2 separate regions of the Zea mays genome follow, and region 1 is linked to region 2. The links are chromatin contacts, called in public Hi-C maps. All regions are on one chromosome and are shown on one strand. The core of a region is the stretch at or near the end of the contact, and the rest is flanking DNA. Distances in the headings are between cores, read along the strand shown. Region 1 has its middle 69 kb from the start of LOC111591156. Region 2 holds the start of LOC100279534.

Region 1 (5,029 bases), core at 1,494-3,993, 210 kb after region 2:
CTAGTGTTCCCTGGTGCACCGGACAGTCCGGTGCTCCAGACCAGACAGTCCACAGGCAACAGTTCCTTTGTTTTTTGGACTTCACTTGATCTTCATAATGTCTTTTCTTTTGAGGTGTTGCTTTCCTCAATGTCTTGGTCCAAGTAACTTTAGCATCTTATGAACTACAACCACAAACACTAGCAAACATATTAGTCCACAAGTTATATTGATCATCAAACACCAAAACCTATTGAGCCAAATGGCCCGGGGTCCATTTTCCTTACACCTTTTCCCTCTTCATTTCCATGCTTTATTTTTCAACAACCCTTTTCCTCTTTTACATGTAAAATTGAGTAAAACATTTCATCAAATTTGGGGGGAAAAGAGGGGGCGCACGATCTCCATCGCCTTAGATGTTTGCATTTGCAAATGGGGATTGCAAGGAAAATGGTCTGTGGCCCATTTAATTAAAGGTTTTGATGTTTGATGATCAACATAACCATCAAACGTGTATGTGTGCACTAGATGACACATCAGATAGGGAAATCGGTAAGCCTTGTAGAACATACACTAGCATCTACAACACACCGGATGTGTCCAGTGGCACACTGGATCCCACACCGGATACGACACCTAGTAAGGGTTGCAAAGTGAAATCGGGCTAGGTATAACCCACCAAACATGTATAGTGTCACACTGGTGACACACCAGATACATAGAGGCTAAATAGTCGCCAACGGCTAGCTCATAATAGTTATATGATGTGGAAGGCAGAAGATGTGTCTAGTGGCACATTAGACATGTTTGGCGTGGTATAGAAAAGTCCACCACTTTCTATTGGCTCTTTTGGGCTTGGGCCTATAAATACCACCCCATCTAGCATTTTTTTTTCATTTATGGGTGATGAGAAACATAGTGTGAGTTAACACTCCATTCCTTCAGCATTAGTGCTTCGCAAAGTGCATAAGTTAGTTAGACCGCTTAATAGCGCTTGCTCTAGGTTATGCCTAGTTGACTAAAGTGAGGTTAGACACTCTCAAACCATTGGTGCTTGCATGCACCATTATATCTATCGACACTTGCGTGTGTTGGTGTAGTTGTACCGGGTATTAAGCATATATACCAGGGGTACCTAAGACACTCCAACAATGAGGATGCTAACTTATGGACTCGATGAACTCAGACTCTGTCTAGGGAACTCAGACTCAAACACTAGGGTACTCAGCCCACATGTTAGAACATGGTCTACCTACATGAACAAGGGAAGATGATGATTCATGATAGGGATGATATCTTTGAAACAACAACATATCCTGATTTATAAGGGAGTCCACATATAAAGATAATATAAGTCCCCTTTGCTTTTAGAAGGTAGTCGTTTTAGACTGATCTCCATCCTTATCTAGCAGCTTCTAGATAGGCTTTCTCTAACCAACTGCACCTCTTTAGACTATAAGAAGGTAGCGCCCATCCAGGATAGATCATCTGATCATATTGTAAAGGCAATACATACTGCAACACACATGACATAGGGTAATCTCGTATTGAGAGTCCGAACCTATTTATATCTTCTTGTTTTGTGCATTCACCTTTAGTTCTCAATCTCATGATCCACCCTATAAATTCATTATGGAAATTTCCTCGACAGTTGGCGCGTCTGGTAGGGGTGATCATGCTGGTCACTATAGATTTGATGGAAACAATAAGCTCACATCAGGATATATAGGAGATCTTCGGCAACCTCAAGTTCATCGGTGCCATGTTGGGGAATCCCAAGCTAGCATGCGCCTGAATGCCTGATGCCCCTATGATCTCGGAAATCTTCCTCGGCATGCCCCCACTTCATAACGACATGCCTGGGAACCTAAGGTTAACACTTGACGCCCACGATGACTTCGGCATCAGGAGTTTCAGATCGATTAGATCCAATTTGCATGGTGGCACGGTATCCACCATAGCAATTGTTTGAACTCGGACTTCGCACCGACTCAGACAGTTGCGACGACTCAGACCCTAAATACTCGGGGGCTGAGTTCGTGTTCGTAGCGGACTCCAGACGAGACGAGCAGCCATCCTCAGGGGCAGATAGCTCCACGACGAGAAGACGATGGATCCAAGAAGACCGACACTAGAGTGGGCGGGATGTCCATGACCAGATTCAGATGGTCAAATTCCAGGGGCAATCGGTCTATGCCACTTTGATGCAAAACTTTGCGATGACCAAGCTCCCGCTGGACGAGATTACTCCACTCCCCAAGGACAATCCACATGTCATTGAAGACCTAAAGACGCTGCGGTATATGTGGGAACCAACACGGCTCAGAGGTCGGTGTAGGCCGGATAAGTGCGGGTAAACACAAGATCCAGTCATATATACCCGAGGCGAGACATACTCTGAACACCTTGAGAGCCGCAGGCGGTACAACTTTGCATACCATCTAAACCTAGGCATAAAATCCGAGCCTGAAGCCCTAAACTCGCAATACTTAAGCTCATACTCGTTTGGTCCGAAGCCCGATGCCCGAATGGTTCCAGCGGGTATCGAAACTAAATACCCGATTTTAATTTGGGTTTAATCGAGTAACAGACTGTGAGACCCGAACTACCCATAGAACTAGAATTTTTTTCGGGTCCATCAAACCCAAAGCAACCCACCAAACTCCGAATCCGATGCGCTAAGCCCCAACCCCAGACCCGAGCGGGCCTGAATCACCGGGCAGTTGGGCAGTTGGCCACGACGCCACACAGAGAACTGAGAAGACCCCTGTATGTGTGCAGTGTGCTGCTAGAACTGGCTGGACCTAGACGTGTGGACAGTAGAGTGGACTGGAGGACTATACCGCTTGTACGCGTGCAGTGTGCTGGCTGCTGTGTTGATTTTTTGCTGCTCGCCTGGACGCATGTGTTGCATGCCTGCCTTGCGCCCATGGTGTTGCTGAGTTGCTGGACTTTGAGTGTGGGACTTTGTGTGGAGACTAGAGAATCAATTAGTGGATTGTCAGGCCGTGGACGTGTGCACTGTGCTTGGCTGGTAGCTTTATTGAGCCGGCTTGTTGTCTGTTTATATTAAATATTGTGTCATTTGCTGTCGTAATATACTATATGCTGTTTATAAATCTGAATAACTAATATATTGCATATTGTTTGGAATCGGGTATAACAGGCTACTCATACCAGAACCCGAATATTCTGGGTAGCTGAATTTTCAGGCTTAGTTTAGATAGATATGTATTCGGATATTGTTTATGAAAGCCTGAACTTTTAAAAGCCCGCCCAAAAATTCGGACTAACCCGAATGTCCAGACTGACATCACCGACAAAGGACTTCATTCATTCGCCGAGAAAGGGCTCGGACTCCATAGTCACCGTGATGCATTTTAAGCCTAAATGCTAGTTTGAGAACCTTAAATCTTCTTCGAGATTGGAGGAAATTGAGGTGGAAATGAACCAATTTTCTCTTCAATTTTCTTCAATCACAAGGAAGATTTAACTTTCCAAACTAATCCTAATATAAGCGGAACAAACAACTGTTGGGCGATAAGCCACCATGAGCTCAGGTGCAGAGGATGGTTCGCCCATTAGTGGCTTGATTTTCATCCCACGAGAGCCCCCGTCTTGATCGTCTAGTCGGCCGCCACGGTCGTCATTCGCTGCTTCGTCTGCCTGAGATCGTATCTCGTGCTTTCCGTAGCTAGGAACGAGTACAACGACCATCCATGCATGTACGAGTACCACTACTAGTCTAGTCCAGATCATCCCCTGTTTGTGTGCACTGCGTAGATGATATTACGAACACGTTTGGTTCACTTTTTTATGAGCAGTTTTTTTCTGAGAATTTAGCTAAGAAAAATCTAGCTTTGGAGAGAATCTAAGTACCGTGTGAAGAAAGATAAAAGTATTCGTTGAGTTAAAGATATAGAAAGTGATGAATTTCTACTATTACAATGATTTGATCAATCATGTGTTTATATTGATTTTAGATGATTTTTGCAAATTGATTTTTATATTAACTAGCTAAAAAATAGATCGTTTAATAGTTCGTAGCAATTTTGGTGACCAGAAGCTAAAAACTATTAATCAAATGTACTCCTATAAATATCTATTATATATACCTTGGACTCATCCACGTGCTCACACTGCTCACCTACAGTCAAGTCGATATCATATCCTATTTGCGTCAGATTTGGATAGCGCCGTTTCACTAGCCAGCTACCTTCTCGGTTATTGTGCGGTGGATTATTGTTGTGTTCTCGAATATTTATTGTCTGTTAATTTATCTTTGAATTAAAATGTGATAAATAAAAAAAACAGAGGGAGTACGTGTGTTATCAGACTTGCATGGTGCGTGCCAAAATGCCAGACACGTACGTACACACCTAACATACTTAACAGTGCGATCGATGTGCAAATGCACTATATGGACCTCTCTACACGTATGTGTGTGATGATGACCAAAGAGAGACGAAAAAGGAGGCGAATGTGCGGCGCCAAACCGTAGATATCCATGATCTCCCTTGAGTATGTTTGGTGGAGGTGACACGCACTTGTGATCTTCCAACCGCTGTCCCAACGGGATATATAATTATGATGTCGTAACTCGTAACTATGGTTTGGTTTGGGTTTTTTTTGTCGAAGATTATTGCGGATGAATATATATATACACTGTCTCGTCATGCACTGACGAGTCACTTATAATTGCGTATGTGGGGTCAAAGTAATAGAAATGTTATACAAATATAGTGTGAATTATATTGACTAAACAGTATTGATTTTGTAATATTACTAATATGTGCCATTATATATAGTAAAATTGTAACTAATTATTCTGTATACTAATGATGTTGCCGTGGTACCATGCTAGAATATTTGGGTGGACCCATTTATCTGATACAAGGAAAATTGTGAGAGGATAAGGTGGAGATATTGCCATGGCATGAATGATAAATTATTAGTAACAGACATTTTTATGACTTGAATTTACTAGTAACGGTCATTTTGATGGCTTACTAGTAACAAGTACGGCTGGAAATGGATGTCTGGAAATTCG
Region 2 (5,173 bases), core at 1,851-4,350:
GTCATGCAGCTCTAGCCTAAGCAGCAACGCCAAGCAGGATTTTCGGATCAATGGAAGAAGGGTTTCAGATTTTGCACCAAGGTTGTTTAGCACAATACCAAATAGAATAACCAACAGAAGAACTGTGCAAGAAGTTCTACTAAATAAGTGGATTGGTGATATTAAGGGAGCTCTGACTGTGGGAGCCCTGATTGATTATCTGCACCTCTGGGATGCTCTATCTGATTTGGTGCTGCAGCCTGATATTGAGGATAGACATATATTTTCTATTGCTTCTGATGATCTTTACTCTGCAAGAACTGCATACAATGGTCTCTTCTATGGTTCAAGGGCCTTTGTTCACCATAAACAGATATGGAGATCTTGGGCTCCTTCTAAGTGTCGGTTCTTCTTGTGGATGGTAGCTCAGAACAAATGATGGACTGCAGACCGACTTGCAAAAAGAGGCATGAACCACCCAGCCAGATGCCCTCTCTGTGACCAAGAATCCGAAACAATCAATCACCTGCTGGTGTCCTATGTTTTCTCTAGAGTCTTCTGGTACAACATCTTAAGAAAGTGTGGCCTGCACAGTCTAGCCCCTCATCAAGGTGATAACTATTTTATGGTTTGGTGGGAGAGAGCTTCAGCTCAGGTTTCTGGTTTGAGAAAGAAAGGTCTGGATTCACTCCCTTCTTTAGGAGTGTGGGTGATCTGGAAGCATCCAAGGTGCTGTTTGGTTCAAGAAATGTAACGCAAATGGTAACGGTAATGGTTTACGCTCGATTACTGGCGGTAACAAATTTGAATAGGCTGGTATCAATTTTTAGTGTGGTATCTGATTACGGTTGGACTAAAACAAACATGATTTAACGTTATCAGTTACCTATTGCGTTACAAATATATGAACCAAACGGCACCCAAATAGAGTGGTGTTTGATGGAGTTTCTCCTGATCTCACTCTTCTCCTGCAGTTTGCACATGAGGAGAGGGAGAAATGGCAACTTGCTGGTGCCAAGGGTTTAACCTATCTGGCTGCAGCTGCACCGCTCTCTATTTCTTAGGGCAGATCTTCAAAGGGTTGTTTTTTAGTGTCCCTATGGACTATTTTGTGTATGCATGTTTCTGGCCTCCGTAAGGAGTGTCTTGTATCCAGGGTCCTATTTTGGCCCTTTCTCCCTCTGCTACAATATAATGGGCCGCAGTTCTCCTGCACTTTTCGAGGAAAAAAAGATCGACCTGCCTAGGTGCAGGCCCCCAGGCCAGGGTGCCAACCAAAACACAACCTATATGGTTCACAATGGTTGTAATCTCTATGTTTCACAGTATTGGAGCATCCTTGTGAAATGTGATTCCACAAGATACAAAACAAGAATAATGGAACACCAATATCCAGAGAATATGGGGAGCTTCAAAATAAGGTAACACTTTAAAATGTTGTTTCAAAGTGGAATAACAAATGATATATAAGGTAACTGTGAAGTTAAACCAAGTACGGATCTTGATTACTAATGTAAATAATTTGATACTCAAATGCATACAGTTGTTTGATAATAAGCACACTAAATTTGTGTTAGACATGCTTGGCATGCTAACAGCCTAACACCCAACTTAAGGCCATTATTTAATGTCACAGAGAAGGAAGATATAATTTTCAGACTGAGTTAAGAGTAATCAGCAAAAGAAAAGGTGAATAGGAAGGCAACTATAAAATAGAACGAAATGCCAACCTTGTTTTCACCTTCTTGCAGATGATCATGAATTTCCTTAGAATCTACATCCCGAGAGGCATCAAGCGCTCCCTTTTCAACAGCAGCTTGCTTTTCATCTTCTTCTTTTGTTCTCTTTTCTTCCTTCTCTTTTCTTAAACGCTCTTCTTCCTCTGCATTCTCTATTAATTTCTTTTGCTCTACAGAGATGGGAAGACATTTCAACAACAAAGCTACAGAAACCATGCATTTGTTCCATATACCACACTTTGACAGATGGCTCGAGACCAATGGATACAAAGGCCAAACCTTTGAGTTTATCAACAAGTCCTTGGAGCATTTTCTCTTCGCCCTTCAATTTTGCTAAATCTGCTTCATCTTTAGCAAAAGCCTCTTTTGCCCTTTCAACTTCCTGTTTCCGAATAACAACACCATTTTCGTATGTAGCAATTTTCTTCTTCAATTTCTCCCTTGCCACCTTTCCAGCCTCCCAGCAAGTGTTCTTACAGGTGACATTGCTGTCATATTCATCACTCCCATCACAGCAATCTAGAAGGTGGGAAGGAACAGATACTGAGAATTAGTCGCCTAGCGGAAATTCAGCAAAAGAGCTACGATACATGAATCAAGAGCTCCAATGAATTTCACAGTATGTACCTTGCACATGCATATTTTTTAACAAAACAAGTAAACAATGAACCCAACAATGCCAATAACTATGACCCTCTTAGGCTCTTACCACAAATGCCGTCATTCACTCGTGACGAGAAGATCGTGACTGGAGTGTGGCCTGCATTCTTGCAGTAGAATTTCGCCTCAGGGCATGCAGATGTCCCTGCATGCAAGAGTCATAATTCAGCTATATAACAAACAAACACATAGTGATGTCACAACACACAAAAATCTAAATGACAGATCCTAAATCTCTCGCAATTTAAGACTAGCAACGCGTCCACAGTAGCCCAGAATAGAGAAATCCTTTCAGGCAAGGAGAATGAGCAGTACCGGGCTCGTCGGTGCCGTCGGGGCAGTCGCAGAAGTCGTCGTTGAGCTGGTCCCTGGAAAACCTGCCCGATCCGTCCCTGCATTTGATCACGCCGCCTATGTAGTACGCCTCATCTGCAACCCCGAGAAATGTTGAATCAAGAACCACATCAACAGAAGACAACAGAAAAATATGGGATGAAAGATAGCAGTGCAGGCGTGGACAGATCCGGTTGAACCTTGCGGTGGTATGCCCAGAGAGTCGAGAGGCGGCTTGGACTCCACCACCGCGGCGATACAAAGGACGAGGGAGCCGCCGAGGAGGCGCCTCATGCCTGCGCAGCGCACGGAGGAGGGTCAAGAGGGAGGAGCAGATCGGCGGTGGCTCGCTTTGGAGCGCTCGAGTCTGAGTTCTACTGTTCTTCAGGCTAGGCCGTCGATAATAAAAAATAAAAAAACACGGTTTAATCTCTACTTAAAACACTAGTTTCAACGTCTTGCATCATCTTTTTACAAAAAAATCATACATTTCTTTCAAATTAACTCAGCATAAATGTTAAAAAAAGTCATTTTCGCTCTATAAATCTCTACTGTACTTAAAACACTAGTTTCAACAGTCGTCCTACATCATCTTTTACAAAAAAAAATCCTTACATTTCTTTAAAATTAACTCAATGTAAAATGTTAAAAAACGGTGTAGGATGTCTAACGAGTATAACATCATGCTCAGGTGTTTATAATATTGAATATAAATTATACATATGTATATATGATTTTTTGTAAAATAAAAAATAATTGTGTCGGGCCGGGCCAGCACTACGGGCCGAGGCTACGGCCCAAGCACCGCACGACGCTTGTGTCGGGTTGGCCCAGGCACTACTAAATGGGTCGTGCATAGGTCTGGCTCGTCAGACACGAGCCATTTGGCCATCTATACCTCTGCACGATAATGATGGTTTTCGTCTCAGTTGCCACCACATCTTTCGCCATTCTACTTCTTTTCTCTCTCCCCTCATGCCTCCACCTCTGCGCCACCCCATTCTCGGCAGAGGGCGTAGGAGCATGCGCCTCCTCCCTGTATCCGTCTGACACCAGTCCGACACTGACTCTCGCAGTGGCTATTGCACGTCCACGAGGACGTTTCACATCATGCATGCACCATAGTTTTCGCCGTCGTCGGACGTCTCGTTTGTCTTTCCGGCCTTCGCACTGTTCTTCCTCCCAACCTGCTGCCCTCGCCCACGGTCACAACCGGCCGACCAACACTCGTCGACGTGGGTACGGCGCGAGTTGGTCATGCTCCTAGCCTTTCTCCGTGCGTGCCGTCGAGGAGAACATGGTGGCGCCTGCCACGCTTAGGTTATCTTGGCGATTAGGAGTCCAGGTCTGAGATATTGAACAACCAAGGCCCGTAGCGTGGCAGCAGTCGGCATATGCTACGAAGTTGGTGGTGGTGTTGTGTTGCTTCGGCGGATCCAGGGCTGGGAGGACACTCGCATTCCCTCGCCCTTCTCGGATTGACGCCTAGTGTGGGTGCCTCTCGGTTTGGAGCTGCTCCAGCTGGACTTCTTTGTAATACCCAAATTGTAGATATAATATAAAAGGAGAAAAGTTATTTTCCTTTTATCTATATGTGTGTGTTGTATCTACTTACTATCACAAGTGAACACCTCATTTAAAAACAAAGGATTAATAAAAGTCATTAAATTGTGCATCATGCTGGAGTTTAATTGTTTGTGCATTTAATAATAAAGAAAATATTAATAAGGTTACATTAATGATGTGAATTGAGGATTAAAACCTAATTCAAATCTTAGAATTTGGGAATAAAAATGTAAAGTTATTCAATATAAAATAATATTAAAATTGAATAACTTCACCACATGATGGTGTGACTAAATTGCATAGTTAACGTGAACTTGAATTTGCACTTAAGTGGAATTCAAAATTTAAATTCAAATGAATTAGGAATAAAGAAGAAAGCAGAAAAAAGAGAAATACCCCTCCCCAAACTGTTCCATGGGCCGATTTCTCTGCTTCCGGTCCACCTTCTTTCCTAGATCGCGCGGCCCATAACCCGCGTCCCCCTTATACGCTGACAGATAACCCAGCCGTTATCCTCACACACGCGCTCGCTGCTCTCGCCTTGGGCCACTGGATCGCGGGGTCCGCGCTGTCAGTCACACGCATGCGCCTTGGTGATACTTCACGCCGACAGGTGGGGTCCCTTGACCAGATCCTCCTTCCCCACCACATGTGCCGCTCGGACCGGAACCAGAAGCCGCCCGGATTTTTTTGAGCGCCGTGGGGGAATAACAGAATCTGACTTCCCTGATGATCTTGGGCAACCTCCGCGCGGCCTATATATGGATGCGTACGTCGTCGCCCTTTGTTTTTCCCTTCCTATAAACCGCCGCCATACGCGCCTCGCCTAGGACCGGAGGTTTTCCGCCGCCACTGTGAATTTGCGGTGGCGTCCGCGTCGTGTTCCTTGGGCTGGG

The links. A called contact is a pair of places that touch in the nucleus more often than the background predicts.
Region 1: a Hi-C map of tassel shows a contact between it and region 2, with 2.8 times the contacts expected there. The contact joins the enhancer-like site here to the promoter of LOC100279534 in region 2. A contact is called at or near these places in 2 of 25 Hi-C or Micro-C datasets (ear and tassel).

Annotation. Positions count from the first base shown.
Region 1 is chr3:44,468,123-44,473,151 of Zm-B73-REFERENCE-NAM-5.0, forward strand. No RefSeq gene overlaps it. Among protein-coding and RNA genes, the nearest start is that of LOC111591156, 69 kb to the right of the region's middle. Within about 2 kb of position 2,744, at least 16 of the 20 cell types and tissues checked have an H3K27ac peak or open chromatin away from gene starts, as enhancers often do. A contact at or near this core is called in ear and tassel, where this site is marked.
Region 2 is chr3:44,253,310-44,258,482 of Zm-B73-REFERENCE-NAM-5.0, forward strand. LOC100279534 reads right to left here and starts at 3,101. Exons shown (of 16, transcript NM_001152532.1): 1 at 2,912-3,101; 2 at 2,694-2,807; 3 at 2,428-2,523; 4 at 1,998-2,237; 5 at 1,710-1,888. The coding sequence starts at 3,005.